Regions from separate parts of the Mus musculus genome. Here regions 1 and 3 are each linked to region 2. A link is a contact called in public Hi-C and promoter capture Hi-C data. All regions are on one chromosome and are shown on one strand. The core of a region is the stretch at or near the end of the contact, and the rest is flanking DNA. Distances in the headings are between cores, read along the strand shown.

Evidence for each region. A called contact is a pair of places that touch in the nucleus more often than the background predicts. Capture Hi-C pulls out chosen DNA fragments and counts their contacts.
Region 1: a contact with region 2 is called in a Hi-C map of CD8 T cells, with 4 times the contacts expected there. The contact joins the promoter of Usp53 here to the promoter of Alg14 in region 2. A contact is called at or near these places in 3 of 484 Hi-C or Micro-C datasets (CD8 T cells and uterus) and 2 of 9 other capture datasets (adipose tissue and liver).
Region 3: a contact with region 2 is called in a promoter capture Hi-C map of liver, with 2.2 times the contacts expected there. The contact joins the promoter of 4933405D12Rik here to the promoter of Alg14 in region 2. A contact is called at or near these places in 1 of 39 promoter capture datasets (pre-B cells) and 2 of 9 other capture datasets (adipose tissue and liver).

The regions. Positions count from the first base shown.
Region 1 is chr3:122,983,065-122,985,764 of GRCm38.p6, forward strand. Usp53 (ubiquitin specific peptidase 53) reads right to left here and starts at 1,383. Exons shown (of 16, transcript NM_133857.3): 1 at 1,218-1,383.
Region 2 is chr3:121,290,454-121,293,158 of GRCm38.p6, forward strand. Alg14 (asparagine-linked glycosylation 14) reads left to right here and starts at 1,287. Exons shown (of 4, transcript NM_024178.3): 1 at 1,287-1,530. The coding sequence starts at 1,395.
Region 3 is chr3:122,922,755-122,925,734 of GRCm38.p6, forward strand. It overlaps 4933405D12Rik (RIKEN cDNA 4933405D12 gene), which reads right to left and starts at 1,362. Exons shown (of 6, transcript NR_046036.1): 1 at 1,309-1,362. 1810037I17Rik (RIKEN cDNA 1810037I17 gene) reads left to right here and starts at 1,643. Exons shown (of 2, transcript NM_024461.2): 1 at 1,643-1,902; 2 at 2,725-2,980. The coding sequence starts at 1,706. The coding sequence ends at 2,725.

The DNA of each region.
Region 1 (2,700 bases), core at 133-2,632, 1.7 Mb after region 2:
AAGAATAAGTAGAAAATGTGTCCTACCACTAAAATGGCACTTTTATTTAAAAAAAAAAAGTGACGCCTTTAAAGTAATAAACTGTTAGTGCCACGTATCATGAGTTCGATAGACAACTTTATAAATAAAAAAAAAAATCCTAAGGAAAAGGCTTGTTTGGAGGGTCTCTTGTTTTTTATCCTTTGGGAAAAATACTTAATACATTGATTCGATTTACAAACTAAACAAATCACTTCTGTAAGTTTATAGCAAGTTGTCCAAAGGAGCTCACTTTAAAAGTCTCTAAAAGATAAGTCAAAAACCTTATTTTCCATACAACTCTTGCCCGCAGAAAATCTATTAGGAATTCTTCTGACAATAGCAGATAAATCACACATTACTTTTGAAGACCCTTTCTTCACTATTTTTTTTTTCCTTTTTTCTTTAACAGAATAGGATGAGGGATCTCTGCCTCGACCATCATCGACACAGAATTGAAAACAACAGAAAATAAAACTGACAAGTTATCAATGTCACCAATCCATTCTATCATAACTTCGTGTCAGCACTGGCTCCACCTTTTAAAGGTGAAAATCAGCGTGCCTGGTCTTAAACAAGCTCCAGGGCTCACCACAGAGAACTTAGGTTTACTGCCCATGTACCTCAAAAGTAGCCTTGAAAATATATTTGGAGGAAAGAATATGTTTCCAGCTATGGAAGACCGCAAGCAGATAAGGACGTGCAGTACGTTTTTGCAAGCATTTATCGGGATCTGCACGGAGAAAACAAACCCCAGGAGAATAACAAAACCTCAAAACAGGCTCAGATTGCAGGGCTTCACATCCTCCCGGTTACACCTGCGCAGGCACTTCCTGTTCCCCCGCGCCGCCGGCGAGTAGTTTGGTAATTGTACCGTAAACCGCCGTTTAGAAGCTAAACATTAACTCCGTCCGTCTGTCCAGCTACTGAGAAACCAACCAAGCCAAGATTCTATCACATCCAATCCAGTCTGCTCCGCCAAGGAGGAACGCCAATCACGCTGGAGCCCTGGTGAAGGCTCAGTGCTCCGGCAGCTGTGGGGCTGCACCGGGAACCGCAGGAGCCTGGCCAGCGCATCCCGACCCGGCCCAATCCCGCCCTCAGCCTGCGGCCACCCGGGTTAGCGCGCCCGAGCGGGGCCAGGCCGTGGGGACCGAGAGTCCTCCGCCCTCTGCCCAGCGGGGGCTCCCGCGACTCACCCCAAGCTCTACCTCCCGGCGCCGTAGCCCTTCCAGTCCCACTGGCCCGGCTCCGCCTCGCGCCGACACCCACAACGTCGTGACAGGCAAAGCGACACGCACAGGGACAGACGGCCACACCGCCGCTTTCAGCCGCCAGACCCGCGCAGAGCATGCGCGCACGCCCAAGACCCAGGGGCCGGTCTGGGCAGTGACACCTGCGATCAACAGGTCTCTGGACCCCGCCTTCCCCCGCGTCAGGACGCCCCGCCCCCTTGCGCCGGGCCCGCCTCCTCGTCTCGCCCCGCCCCGCCCCGCCCCCGCACGTGAGTTCCCGGCTTTCCCGCGGGTGATGCTCCCTTTCCGAGGGCTTGTGTGAGGCGCGAGATCCCGCGAGAGCAGGGCTCGGGCTTCTGCCCCGACGCGGGGGTGGCGCGCGGGGCGGGCTGTGAGACGGGACGTGGCGGATCGGCGAGCGGCTGCGTGGTGGGCTGGGGACTGCGGCGGATTTCCACGGCAGACGCGGGCGTCCCGCCGTCGTCCGCCTTGGTTGGCGGCTTTGCAGCCTGAGTGCGGATGCGCGGGGATCTGAGCCGGGGTTCTGTGGGTTTCAGCCATTGCTGGGTCGGCACCCCGGCGGTCCCCTTAGGGAGTCGGTACGGTCTGTTTGCAGTTGAATGGTGTCCTTTGGCGCGAATGTATTTTCCCTAAGTGGGGCTTTCGTGACCACTAATAAAACGAACGTCTTCATAACCGCGCTGACCCAGTTAGTATTTGTCAGAAATTTTGGCAGCATCCTCTCCGCGATGTGGAGCAGGTTTTGAGTTGCAAGCTGCTGCTGCTGCGAACCAGACTAGCCTTTGTCTGGGAAACTTTTATTTGGGATGATAATTAAAAGGAAAAACAAAACAAAGGGGGGAAAAAAAAACCTGGCTGATGATTAAGATGACTCAAAAAGGTAGATGTAGGTTTGGAAGACATTTCCAAAGCTGGCGTGAGTCATAAAAGTTGACTTAGATAAACTCAAAGGGGACTCCAGTTTACCTGAAGAAATCGCATGAGGGAGACCCTGCAGGTTGGTGGGTGACATGCAGTGAGGTTATTGTGTTTGACCCGGGATCAGTGAGAATTTATTATGTACCACATAAAAGAAGTAACATGAAGCCATAGACGCCGTCCTCAACATTAACATTAAAACCTCGACGGGAAGGAGCCGGAGAAACCAGCTCTTAGAAATGTAAAGAATTGGCACCATACTGTTTCCTCTCGGGTGCACTCTGTTTTGAGGTGTTGTTTAATATATCTTCTGTCACCTCTTTCCCCTTCAGCTATATTGTGTATTCTCGGATGTATTTTACATGAGTGCCTTAAATATGTCTTAAAAATAGACCAAGGAACAAGCAGTCCAGGTTTAGTTATGTTAATGTCCTACTCTTGACGTAACAAGATCTGAACGCCTTGTTCCCCCAGGAAAAAAAAAAAATGGTAGTTAGGAAGGTCACAG
Region 2 (2,705 bases), core at 37-2,536:
ACCCCCCCAGCCCTTGAGCCACAAATGATATCTGTCTAAAAGTCTGGCATTCTTATTGATTTTCATCACATAAATAACCTCAGGCAAATTAACTTTTGTGTAATCTATTTCCCTATTGTAATTCAAAGAGTAACATTTACATAGAACCTGACTGTAAAGAATGAGGTTAAGAAGGAGTGATGAAAGAGCCCACAGGCACCGTGCTATAATATCAACAAGATAGAGATACAGTCAGGAAATCTCCCAAGCAGTTTGCTGACTCGGGAACCAACACACCTAGCTTTATAAGGAGATCTCAGGGCGCCTTCCTGGAACTTCTGACTCAGTATCGCTCCCAAAAGCATTCTAGGCTCCAGGTAAATGTGATCGTCAATCCAAACTGAATTTAACAACGGACCATATGGTGTAGCATTCTTAGGCAGCAGGAGTTAGGATTTCTGGTTTCTAATTCTAGACATGACATTATTGCATTTAGGCCAATTTGTAGCACCTTTCTCGACCTGTCTGCATGCCTGACCTATTCAATCTGTAACCCCATAAGGGTCTGAAGGAATGTTTGTTGTCAAGAGGTTTTATTTTGCTGTAATTTAGGCTAAGTTCACAAACGCACGCACAACTGGGATTAGAGTGGGCAGTGGAAGTCTATCATTTCAGAGGACCGCGGGAGGAATAAGCCAGAAATGCTTTGTGATAAACTTAACTGCAGGGCTATGTCTTCCTCCCTTGCTACCTGAAGCCAAGGGGTTTCCAATCCTCCCAGGAATATGACATAGCTTGAAGTGATCCGGATTCTGGTTATAGTTTGAGATCTGTGAAACTGTCTAGAAAACATAAATGTCAGGAAAGGGCGGATTTGAATGTTTTCCCCCTAAGAGTATGCCTCTGACTGGCAAAAATTTTCTAGTTCGGTTTGTCTTGGAACCCGTAAGGAAGAAAGGAAGTAGTGATGTATGCCAGGAGCCTCAGGCAAAACCTGGCAGGACAGGAGCAGCTACTAACCCGGGGCTTCGTGGTCCTTCTACCATACATGTAGTTTGACCTCGCCACTGGCAGAAATCAAACTTCTCCAGCACTTAACTTTCCAACTACACAACTGCAGCACAAACTCGGGTAACAAAACCATTACTGTTCCTTGTAGCGCTTCCTGGGCAAACTGCCCTTAGCCCCACCCATCACGGACAAACCCGGCTCACTGAGACGCAAGAGACGCGTCGTTCTGCGTTTTCCAATCAGAGCCACACTTCTGAACTTTGACCGCCCAACTTGGCAAGCTCCGCCCAGTGCAGACCATCCCCGCCCACAGAGAGGCGCTTTGCTCCCTGTTTGCTCTTAAGCGCGGTGCTTGCAAACTTTAACCGCTGGCGCCAGGTCTACACGCATGCGCCATCCTTTGAATGCTGAGCATTCTGATTCTAGCTGCTACAGCCGCAGGGCTAGTGATCTTGCTATTCCAGCGACTATGGACCGTGCTTGGGCCCCATCACGTCACTCCCCGAGAGTCTCTCAGACTCTTGATCGTGGCTGGATCCGGTAAGTATCCGGGCGGAGGCCGACGGTCTTGAGTTAGGCACTACAAACCCCAGAATGCATCGCGACTCTCTTCGCCCTTCTTAGCGCCTTTAGGAGCGCTGCATGCTGAGATTTGTAGTTTCTTTGCGTTCCCGGAACCGGCCACCCCAGGCAGGAAAAAATGCTGGTTAGCTGACGCCACCCAGCCGCCTGTCATTAAGACAGGTCATTTACACTTGTCTGTAATTAAGCCTCTCTGTAGTGTACTGCTTTCTAACAAATAATTAGCGACGGAGTACGCCGAAGCCTTTTGATGCTGACATATTGTTGCCCTCTTTGCTGCTGTGCGTTATTAATTCTAGGTCTTTGTACTTAGTTTAAGAAATGTGAACATTACATGGTAAACGAAGTAGAGTTGTCGCACTTATGAATGCGCAAAGTCCCTGAGGATAAAAACGTGGACACTCCATACGACGATACCTCCAGAGTGACAGGATATGAGTAATAAACTGTCCAGTCAGCTCTGAACATTTTAAAACTTAAAATTTTAGATGAACAGTTTTGACGAGTGTATAGTTAAACACGACTCAACTTTAAACAACCAAGGTGATACCCAAACCTATATCAATGCTGTCTGGAATACATATGTTATAACCTATTGCTCCAGGGACAGTAAAACAAAACCATTGCCTAACAGAAAATGATGCAGTCAAGACACACAGTAAATTCGAGGTGTTTAAGGCAGCCTCTGCAGGAGACCATACAGTTTTACAGTAGCTTTAAAAAAAATACACACTAATAAAAATACACAAACTAGTAATGTAGTTGTGTATTATTGTTATCAAATGTTATGAACTGTATATAGTAGTATATATTGTACTTTTTTTAAAGACTTGTTTATTATATGTAAGTACACTGTAGTTGTCTTCAGACACACCAGAAGAGGACGTCAGATCTCGTTACGGATGGTTGTGAGCCACCATGTGGTTGCTGGGATTTGAACTCAGGACCTTTGGAAGAGCAGTCAGTGCTCTTAACCGCTGAGCCATCTCACCAGCCCCTATATTGTACTTTTTTATATTGCAGGCAGCACAGTGAATTTGTTCATAGATTACCTTGGGCTACTGTGTTATGGTTGCTGTGTCACTAGACAATAAGGAATTTTCTGTTCCTTTTTAATGTCATGTGACCAATAT
Region 3 (2,980 bases), core at 112-2,611, 1.6 Mb after region 2:
ATACACTGGTGGGTACTTTAGAAAGGCTGATTTAGGAAAGGAGAAAGCTCTTCTGTAAGCCCACGATGCTATCAGGGCTACTTGGTTGGTATAAGTTAGTGGGCTGCTAAGTTAGTAGACTCCAACAGGTTTTTATCTAATGGTTACAGGATATTCTGACATAGAGTTGAGTGGCTTATTAAAATACTCCCATGAAATACCTATGTAAATTCCACGCTTTACCTTATCTGAGCCTTCTGAAAATTCGTGACTGTAATTGAGACAGGCTAATTCCATGACAGACTTCTAATTGGCAGTTCCTGGGATTAGGCCTAAAATCCTAGGCTTCAGGCAGCTAGTCAGAAAGTGCCCTACCATCAGAAACGACCCCCCCCCCCCCAAAAAAAAAAAACCCAACCTGGCCTGAAGCAAGGACAATGGGTTTTCAGCCCTCACACCCAGGCAATAGTTTCAGAATGTCCTTAAGAGAGAGTAGATAAGGCCACCTACCCCAGGATTCCTCAGGCAAGTTTCTAGCCACCACACCAAGGTTATGCTTCTGGAATGCCCGAGATAAGAGTAAGACAAAGCCCATCTATCCGAGAATTCCCCCAATGTGCAGCGAGCATACTTGGTAATGGGAGACTCCAGCATGCTGGACTTCGACAAAATAAAACACTCTGTGTGTTTACAAACTACTTGAGTCTGGAGTATCATTCTTCAGCGAATCATGGACCCTTACAACGTCCACCTCATCAAAACTGTTTCAAAAATTATGAGCAAATCGCTCAAGTCTGTACAAAATCATCCAAAGTTCTCAAACTGTACACACTTCCCAAACATGTAAGAAACCAAAAAGTTTACGTGTATTGGAGAGATGATTCTACGGGGTCTGCCAACCTTTTTACATTGTCACACAATGTTGTCGTCTCCAAAGTTATTATCAGAGAATCTCACGATCTAGTTTTTTAAAAGGAAGGAAGAAAGAAAGAAAGAGAGAGAGGGAGGGAGGGAGGGAGGGAGGGAGGGAGGAAGGAAGGAAGGAAGGGAAGGAAGGAAGGAAGGAAGGAAGGAAGGAAAGGAAGGAAGGAAGGAAGGAAGGAAGGAAGGAAGGAAGAAGGGAGGAAGAAAGAAAAACATCCCCCCACACGCTCATGTTTATAAAAAGACTACTTTTGTGGGTGGGCAAGGCTGGAATCCTTTGAGGCGGTTCCTGAAGTTCTGGCATCATCTCAGAGAAAAGGAGTTGAGACAGTTTTCATCCCAGAAACCGGGAGAACCAGTAATGCACCCTGCAAGGCAGCGTTTGAGCTACGTGAGAGAGCTCACCTGCACCTTAGAAACCACCTCTGAACACCGCAAGGGGACACCCCACCAGGAAGCAACGGGGCGGGGCACAGAGCGCATGCGTGCGGTCGGGGAGGCGGGGCAGACACCTTCGCCAAGTTCGGGGGGCGAGGAGGGGTGGTGGAACAGAGCGCCTGCGCCAAGAGCAGCCGGCCCAGCGGAGTCTGCGCGTTCCCGGGAATGCCGAAGAAGGCGAATTCCTAGAAAGGGAGGACGCCTGCGCAGTCCGGAAGGCGGGGACGCGGGGGCGGGGCGGGGCGCGGCGGCGGGGGCGGGGCGCCTAGTCGATTGGCGGGGTTACCCGGAATTGGTTGCTAGACTGGGCGCGAAGCGGTCTTCAGGTTTGGTCTCAGTTGCGCGGAAGTGAAACGACGCGGAGATGGAGGTGAGCCAGGCGGCGTCTGGTACCGACGGTGTCCGGGAACGGAGGGGCTCGTTCGAAGCTGGAAGGAGGAACCAAGATGAGGCACCTCAGTCCGGGATGAACGGGCTTCCGAAACACTCCTACTGGCTGGATCTCTGGCTCTTCATCCTTTTCGACCTGGCCTTGTTCGTCTTCGTGTACCTCTTGCCCTGGTGAGTATCCTGAGTTGCAGAGTTGAAGAGCTTAGGAAGCTGGCGGCTGCTTCAGTCTTCTCGGAGAGGGAGGGAGGGACGGCAGCTAGAGATGGCGGAGTTGGAAGAGCGAAAATGGATTTCCTTGACACCCCAGTGGCAAGAGGAGTGTGGAGAAAACTTGACTTCCCATATTTGTCTGTTTCATCACCACAAACGAACTGTTAAGTGTTAGAAACCTATACCCATAATTAGATCTATCGTAAATAATAAAAAATAATTACTAAAAACTAATAAAAATAAAAGTAAATAAATATCGTAAGTAATAAAAAATAGAGCATGACAGGTTAAATGTGATTATATCTAAAGTGATTTGAGTGTTGTGCGCCTGCTTAAAATGCTTAGCCCAAAGCAAGCCTTGTAAACTTAACTTGTCCATAACTTATGCAGATAAACGCGTATTATCTTCCAGAGTATCCCCAGTCCTACATCTGTCAAAGAATGGAGTATCTTGGGTTTCTTTGGCTCTCATTTTTTCGGTTTTGTGGCAAATTAGAAGGCAGAGAATGGGGGGGGGGTTTGAAAAGATAAACAGTTTTTTGATAAAAACTCGTTAAGTCATTTTGGTATAGACATTTCAAGAACAGTGATTTATTATTTAGTTATTTTTAATGATCTCATTTTCACCTCTGGGTAGAAAATTCATGACTTAATAATGTAGGCCTTTAGTTTTCCTTATCAATAGTGTAAATTATGTAGGGATAGGCTAGCAGTATCTATGTTCAGCGTCCCACTAAATGTCAAAATAAGCAGATGAAGGAAACAAGTATTTGGTTTTTACAGACCGGTTTGCTGAGTCAAGAATGGGGCTTCTGGAGTGAATCTTGAAAACGACTATAGACTCTTGAATGAAGAGGACTCCAGCAGCTGACTTCGGCACCTCTATCTAACCTTTTCTTCAGCCCTTGACCTCACTAAAGTACTATCATATGTTTAAAACCTGTTTTTCATGGTTGAAGTAATGATTGTAGCTAAATGATAGATAATATATATTTTTAATAATGTCTGTAACTTAAGTACTTATGGGAAATAAATGTAT